Linked DNA regions of Gossypium hirsutum: region 1 is linked to region 2. A link is a contact called in public Hi-C data. All regions are on one chromosome and are shown on one strand. The core of a region is the stretch at or near the end of the contact, and the rest is flanking DNA. Distances in the headings are between cores, read along the strand shown. Region 1 holds the start of LOC107912587 (protein PHOX1). Region 2 holds the start of LOC107912481 (actin-related protein 2/3 complex subunit 3).

Evidence for each region. Hi-C and Micro-C count contacts between places; a contact is called where the count stands out from the background.
Region 1: a contact with region 2 is called in a Hi-C map of leaf, with 2.7 times the contacts expected there. The contact joins the promoter of LOC107912587 here to the promoter of LOC107912481 in region 2. A contact is called at or near these places in 2 of 34 Hi-C or Micro-C datasets (both in leaf).

Annotation. Positions count from the first base shown.
Region 1 is chrD08:24,425,063-24,429,062 of Gossypium_hirsutum_v2.1, reverse strand. LOC107912587 (protein PHOX1) reads left to right here and starts at 1,265. Exons shown (of 3, transcript XM_016840833.2): 1 at 1,265-4,000. The coding sequence starts at 1,987.
Region 2 is chrD08:23,755,375-23,759,029 of Gossypium_hirsutum_v2.1, reverse strand. It overlaps LOC107912481 (actin-related protein 2/3 complex subunit 3), which reads left to right and starts at 1,342. Exons shown (of 8, transcript XR_005917237.1): 1 at 1,342-1,510; 2 at 1,947-2,028; 3 at 2,144-2,252; 4 at 2,341-2,610; 5 at 3,176-3,269; 6 at 3,578-3,655.

The DNA.
Region 1 (4,000 bases), core at 16-2,515, 670 kb before region 2:
TGCGAACTCCAAGTTTGCTGAGCACGTGTCTATAGGACAAACGATCCTTTCTGTTCTTGGGATTGACATTCTAGGCAGGCTTCGTACCCGCTAAACATAACGGAGCATGTGGCCCCTACTTGCAAGCTCCTTAGGTCCCTACGAGTTGGGTCTGTGGTCTTGTGTTACGAGCTGAGTCCTTGGCTTTGCCTTGCGTGCTGAGTTTGTGAACTTGCTCTACAAGTAAGGCTCGGGAGCTCGCCTTGCTATCCTCTCGTAGCTCGCTTTGCACCTAATATTCAGGTGGAACCTATCTAGATCATGGATCGAAGACTCGAATCCCTAATAGGACTTGAGTTGATAATTACTAATATATAACACTACTTTTATTACCATATCATTAATTTATTATGTCCATCGCATTAGTTATCACATCACGAGCTTCAATGGAAAAGATGATGTGAACTTGAATGAAAAAGATAATTTCAAGGATTTACAATACGGAATTTTTTTATCATTCAAGGAAAAAATTTGAAATTTTCAGAGTTGCGTAGAGAAGGAGGGCGGAGGACATTGGGATTGTGGCGGTGACTCCTAACAAAAGTAAATAGTCAACATCACGTTTCTGTAGGAATCTTTCTTACCACTTTCCAACAACACTTGTCTTGCCGTTTACCGTTTGCACTCCAACTTGCTTTGGAAGTTGCTTCAGACCCACCACACTTCACGCTTTTTATTTATTACTTATATATGTGGTTGAAATTACAAGACAAACATTTCTATTTTATCATATATTTTAAACATGACTTCTGCCAACCTGCCCTTCAACTTTCAAGCTAAGGAATTCTGAACCTTTGCCACGTGTTTTACTATTCTTTTTTATTGCTTTAATATTTATTTATTTATTTCATAAATAATTTTAAAAAATTGTTTTGTATATTTTTCCTACATACATCAACGATTCAACCTTTAGGATTAAAATTTATAAAACTTCAAACCAAATTTATTAAGCTATTACTAAATAAATATAATTAGATTTTTATAATTATTTGGATTGGAAGTAGCAAAATCTAAAGAAGCTGACAAGTTTATTCTTTAATGACAAATGAAGGTGCCAATAGTCAAAAAAAAAAAATCTCTGCCTTTGGCCGTTTTATCAAACATAGCCAAGGAACCTGGAATCCCTTGGAAAATGGGTCCTTTTTATTTTTTCTGAATTTAAAAAAAAAAACTTAAAGCAATTTGCGTTTGAAATATAGAGGAGGAAAAAAAAAAAAAAACACGCACAGACACACACACACACAAAGAAAGCTTTTTGTGGCGTTCACGTTAAGCTGAAATTCACGTTGTAAAAAAAAAGAAAAAAAAAAAAGAGCAACACTAAAATATAAAACAGAAAACGTTGGTCTGTTTTCTTTTCTTCCGTATTCTCCCTACAACACACACATATTCCATTTTCTCACAAAAACATTATCTTTTTCAATTTTCCTGGAAAAGTTCCACACCTCATTTCCCCTACATAAATAATCCCTTGCCTTCTAATTTCCTTCTTTATTTTTGGTTTTGCATCAAGGTCTTATCTTTCTAGCTGAAACTGAGCCTGCCTATTATTCTGTTTCTCTCTCAACTGGGATTTCTTAATACTTCGTTAAGGGCTGACAGCTTCTAGTTTTGAGGTGGTAAAGATAATATATATTTTTTCTATTCCCATTTTGGTATCTGGGTTTTAATTCTTTTTAGGTGTCTAAGAGCTTTTGTTTTGGTGTGCTTGTCATATCTGCTGTATTTGAACTGGTTTTTGAATCTTTATTCATATTAAAAGTTGTAAAAAGTTTTTAAGTGTTTTAAGGTCTTTTTGGTGGTGGGAGGTTGCTTGTGGTTTTAGCTACTGGGGTTGAGCTTTTTTAAACTTGTGTAAGAAGTTAGTTCAGGACCAGGGTAGGGATTTGTTTTCTTGGTCAGGGTTTCTGGATTGAGTCACGTAATATAGTTGGGGTTGGATTTACAATGGGGAAGCATAGTGGAAAGCACAAGAAGCAAACAGGGGATAATAATGTGAAGCAAAAGAAAGTTGGAGACAATAGTTCGAAATCATATGATTCAGACACGGCAGTTTTCATTGCCATGTCTCAAGAACTGAAAGAAGAGGGGAACAAACTGTTTCAGAAAAGGGACCATGAAGGAGCAATGTTGACATATGAGAAGGCTCTCAAATTGCTTCCAAAGAATCACATAGATGTATGCCATCTTAGGACTAATATTGCTGCATGTTATATGCAGATGGGATTGAGTGAGTACCCCAAGGCTATCCATGAGTGTGATTTGGCATTAGAGGTTACTCCCAAGTATAGCAAGGCACTTGTAAAGAGAGCCAGGTGTTACGAATCTTTGAATAGGCTGGAATTAGCTCTCAGAGATGTTAATACAGTTCTTAACATGGAGCCTAATAATGTCATGGCATTAGAGATTTCAGAAAGGGTAAGAAGCTCACTTGAGAAAGAAGGTTTACCTGTTGAATTGCTTCTAGAATCCGTTGAACCTCCAAGTACTTCGAAAACTCCGAAAGTTGTCAAAGAGAAAACCAAGAAGAAGATCAGCAAAGCTAAAGAATCTGTTGAACCTCCAAAGGGTTCATTAATTTCGGAAGTTGTCCAAGAGAAAACAGAGAAGAAGAACAAGAAAAAGATCTGTAAAGCTGAAGAATCTGTTGAACCTCCAAGGGATTCACAAATTCCGGAAGTTGTCGAAGAGAAAACCGAGAAGAAGAACAAGAAGAAGATCAGTAAAGCTAAAGATAACAAGGCTGCGGATCGAATTGAGGAGAAGGAGGTTGATGGAAATGTAGAGGAAAAGAAGGCTGAGGATAAACTGGTTATAGAGGAGAAAATTAGCAGTAAAGCGGAAGAACCAAAGAAGACTGTCAAGTTGATTTTGGGTGAAGATATAAGATGCGCTCAGTTACCACTTAATTGCAGCCTTCTGCAACTAAGGGAAGTAATTCATGATCGATTTCCTAGTTTGAGAGCAGTTCTTGTCAAATACAGAGATGAAGAAGGTGATTTAGTCACAATCACCAGTGATGAAGAGTTGAAATTGGCTGAAATATCAGCAGAATCCCAGGGTTCTGTGAGGCTGTATGTTGTAGAAGTCAATCCTGAGCAGGATCCACTCTTTGAGAGATTTAAGCATGAGGAAGTTCACATTCTTGACATCAAACAAGGTAAGGCAACTGAAAATGGCCATGCCAGAAAAGTTGTGGAAACCAGAAAAGAATCCTGTTGCATCGATGACTGGATAATTGAGTTTGCTCAACTATTCAAGAACTATGTTGGGTTTGATTTAGACGCATACTTGAATCTCCATGAGCTTGGTATGAAGCAATATTCTGAGGCCATGGAGGACATAGTTACAAGTGAAGAGGCACAGGATCTTTTCGACATGGCAGCTGAGAAATTCCAAGAGATGACAGCATTAGCATTGTTCAACTGGGGAAATGTTCACATGTCCAGGGCAAGGAAGAGGGTATACTTCACTGAAGATGGTTCGAGAGAATCTGTACTTAAGCAGATCAAAACAACCTATGATTATGCACAATTAGAATATAGCAAAGCTGGTAAGAGATACGAGGAAGCACTGAGAATCAAGCCAGATTTCTATGAAGCTCATCTAGCTCTAGCACAACAACAGTTTGAGCAGGCAAAACTTTCTTGGTATTATGCAATTGGCAACAATGTTGATATGGAAACATGGCCTTCTGAGAAGGTCCTGCACCTTTATAACAATGCCGAGGAAAATATGGAGAGGGGTATGCAGATGTGGGAAGAGTTAGAACAGCAGCGCCTGCTTGAGCTTTCTGATTTGAAGGATGAACAAAAGCAGTTGAAGAAAATGGGATTGGATGGTTTACTGAAAGATATAACAGCAGATGAAGCAGCAGAGCAGGCAATCAACATGAGTGCTCTGATAAACATTTTATGGGGCACCATACTTTACGAACGTTCGAACATGGAATTTAAACTAG
Region 2 (3,655 bases), core at 93-2,592:
AAGAGGTTTATTTCTTTTGGTTGAAACTTTTACTGAATAATTCCCTTACTTTTATCTAGAAACTAATCTCCCATTCTTTAATATTGGAATCTATTGAATTGATAGAAAATAAAGTCATATTTCTCAATGCAAATCCTATGTGACATGATTAGCTTTGGAATGATGTTTCTTTTTTTTCTCTTTTTATTTTAAAGCGATAATGGGTTATTTAAATAGATGTGACGTAGGTTAGGGTTTTATTTCTCTTTTTCTTATTGTGTTGTCAATACTATTTAGGATGAATATAAATTTTTATTTTGTATAGATTATATTTATATGTTAGAAAGTTTTTATATTTGATATTTATTTTAGATATCTATTTAAAAAATCTCAAAAAAGTTAGAGTTTTTCATTTTAAAATATTTTATCAAAAAAATAGGAGGTTAAGTTTTCAAAAAAAAACAAGAAATTTGAAAATGTATGAAAAATAAATTTGGCTCCTCAAATTATATATTTTGTTTAAATAAACCCTTAAACTATTTTTTTATAGTTAAATAAATCCTTAACTTTTGATATTTACATATAAAAGTCATTGATTATAATGTTAAAGTAAAAGTATTTTGAATTTCAAACTCTTAATTTAATTTTTTGTTGATGCAATAAAAATTATATACACTTTAACATCAACATAAAACTTTAACAAGTAAATTGATTTTTTTTTAAAAGTATTAATTGCGATATGTATATATAGATTTTTCAAAAGAGTGGTTAATTATGATATTTATATAAGCACTTTCAATAAATTTTAAAATTTTATTTTATTTTACTTTCAAAAAATATTTTTTATTTTTATTAATAAACTATTTTCATCAAAGTCACATTAATAAATTAAGTTTTTAATTTAAAAATACCTTTTTAATTTAATATTAAAATAAAGGACTTTCATGAGTAAAAATAATAGGATAGATACTTATTTCAGTAAAAAAAATAGTACAAGATCTTATTTAAACAAGATATAATAGTTTAGGGGTTTTTTTTTGGATATTATCTAATAAAGTTTTTATTAATATTTTAATTTGTATAATTGGGTTTAGTTTAAGTCTATTGGGTTTAATTTTTAGTTGGGTTTGTGTTTAAATGTATATTTAGGTCTATTGAATTTGATTTTAAAAATATATTAAAATGATAGGTATTTTAAATTCGATTAACTCCACTGTAAACCAATAATTTGAGATTAGGAAACCGATTTGACCCAATTTTTACAAAGCCCCTAGTTTTGGGAATCTTATAAGTGGTGTACTGATGACAGAGGTGGGCCTTATGTCTTCTTTGTTTGATCATATGGGCCATTCCTTTTGTATTTCAATCTTCGCCTGGGCTTTGTCGTTTAATCTTCAATCTCAATTCTTATGGTAGCAGTAGAGGATCAAGAGACAGAGTTAAATGGTTTTAGCTCAAAGAAATCAAGCAAAGCCAGAGATTGCTGTTGAAACTTGGTCTCGCCCGTTTAGATGAAAAGCATTTGTTGGCAGTAAGTTGCTCCATCTTTTTCTTTTGTCCCCCCCCCCCCGCCCCCCGGTTTCCAACTTATGATTGTATTGATCAACACCCTATTGGTCAAGATCAACCACAAAATTTTTGTTAGGAACTTTTGTTGCTATATTCCCCCTCCCCCCTTTTATCTACCCTTAAACGTTTCTCTTTGCTCATACAGAATTGAATGAATTTCTTCTTACTATAATGGGTTTGCCTTGATTTTTCATTTAATGGCGTCTGTGATTTGATGGGTTTAGGTTATATTTTTCGGATCTCAGGTCTTGCTCACTTCCATGTAAAGCAACTATCTGAATTGAGTATTTCATATGTTTTTTTCTTTAATTCTTATATATTGTGGATAGGGAATTTCTTACTTTAGTGTAAAAAGTCATACTTATTGTAATTTTGTGTTTTACTGTTGTTCTTTGCAGAAACATTTGGTTGCCCTCTTTCTTTTGAGGGAAAATCTGATTGCCTCGTTTGGTTGTTTGGGAAAAGAAATCAAGGAAAATGGTATTTGAATTAATCTCTTACCTCCCCTTCCACTGCTAGATTGTGCATGTAGTTCACCAGAGTTCTAAATATGATTTTTTGGTTCATTCATTTAGAATTCGTTATTAAATGCCAGGTTTATCACTCTAGTTTTGTTGGTGAGGAAGGAATTACTAAAGCTTGTGGCTTCCCTTTACTTCCTTTGAAAAGCCATATAAAGGGTCCTGCTCCTGTTTCAGATCAAGGTTGGATTATATAACCTTCATTAGGTAGTTCTCAATATTATATTCTTCCTTAATTTTTGAGTTGGTAATTCAAGATGGTATTTTGCAGGTAAAACTGATATTGTTGATGAAGCGATCACATTCTTTCGTGCCAATGTGTTCTTTAGAAACTTTGATGTTAAGAGCCCTGCAGATAAGCTCCTTATATATTTGACTTTCTACATAAATGTGGCTTTGAAGAGGCTTGAGGGCTGTAGGACCTTGGCTGAAGGGACCAAGGCAATCATTAACTTAGGCTTGGAAAAAGTTCCCGTACCTGGAGAATCTGGTTTTCCTTTTCCGGGGCTCTTTGTGCTCCCACAGTCTCAAAAGGAAGCAGGTAAATCTCTTACTATCTTCTTTTTCATTTGATATATCATATATGTGACATTGATTACTGAAGTATTGGGTACTTGTGAAGCATGTTCCAAGCATCGTAGTGAGTTGTACTGAACCCTTTTAGTTAGCTAGCTGCCTCTTTGTACTTAAATCTTTTTCTTGTCTTCGGGCAACTATAGATCGACTTGTTTTTGCATGGAATATTGAGAATTATGCAAATAAAATGTACTTTCTACTTTCCAGTTATTGTTTCGTATAACATGTGATGCAATCCTTCTTGACTTTGTGGCTTATGCTCATCTTAACTTGAAGGATCAAGTAGTTTAAAAATCCTCACTTTTGGTCAACATGAAAATGTTGTCTGTTGTTTTTTCGGATATTGCTTTGTCTATCAGTATGCTGCAAGTGTTGTAGGAGGTTTGCAATGCTTGGAATATTTTTGTAAAACTTTTCATTTCTGTCTGCTACAGCAAATTCTTGATCCTTTCTGATGTTACATTAACCACTTCAAGTACCAAATTTTTGATAACTTGGTACCATATAATTCATTGCTTTCTTAAATGCAGAACTACTTAGGAATTATCTGAAGCAAATCAGAGAAGAAACGAGTGGGAGACTGTTGAGTGTCGCGTATAGGCCCAATGGAACTCCAAATAAATGGTGGTTAGCTTTTGCGAAAAGAAAATTTATGAATATAATTATTCCATGAAATGAAAAACGTTGTATATTGAATCAAAAGTAGAATGCAAAAGCCTACCAAATATTATATGTTTTGAAATGCCTGTAAAACAATTAACATGTACATTTCATCACTTCCTTTTGATGGAAATTCATGTGTTTGTCATCTTGAATGCTTCATGAGACAAAGGAGCAGAAAAGGATCATTTTAAGCTTCTTACAATGCTTTCTGCCTCTGATATTAAGCTTGGTTATGAGTTAACATCTGAATTGTTTACTTGGACATGTAGCTTATAAGCACACACCCTAGCTATAAGGACTCTCCAAATATGTGGAAAAGCTCACCTGAGCCTGAGTAACATAGCATC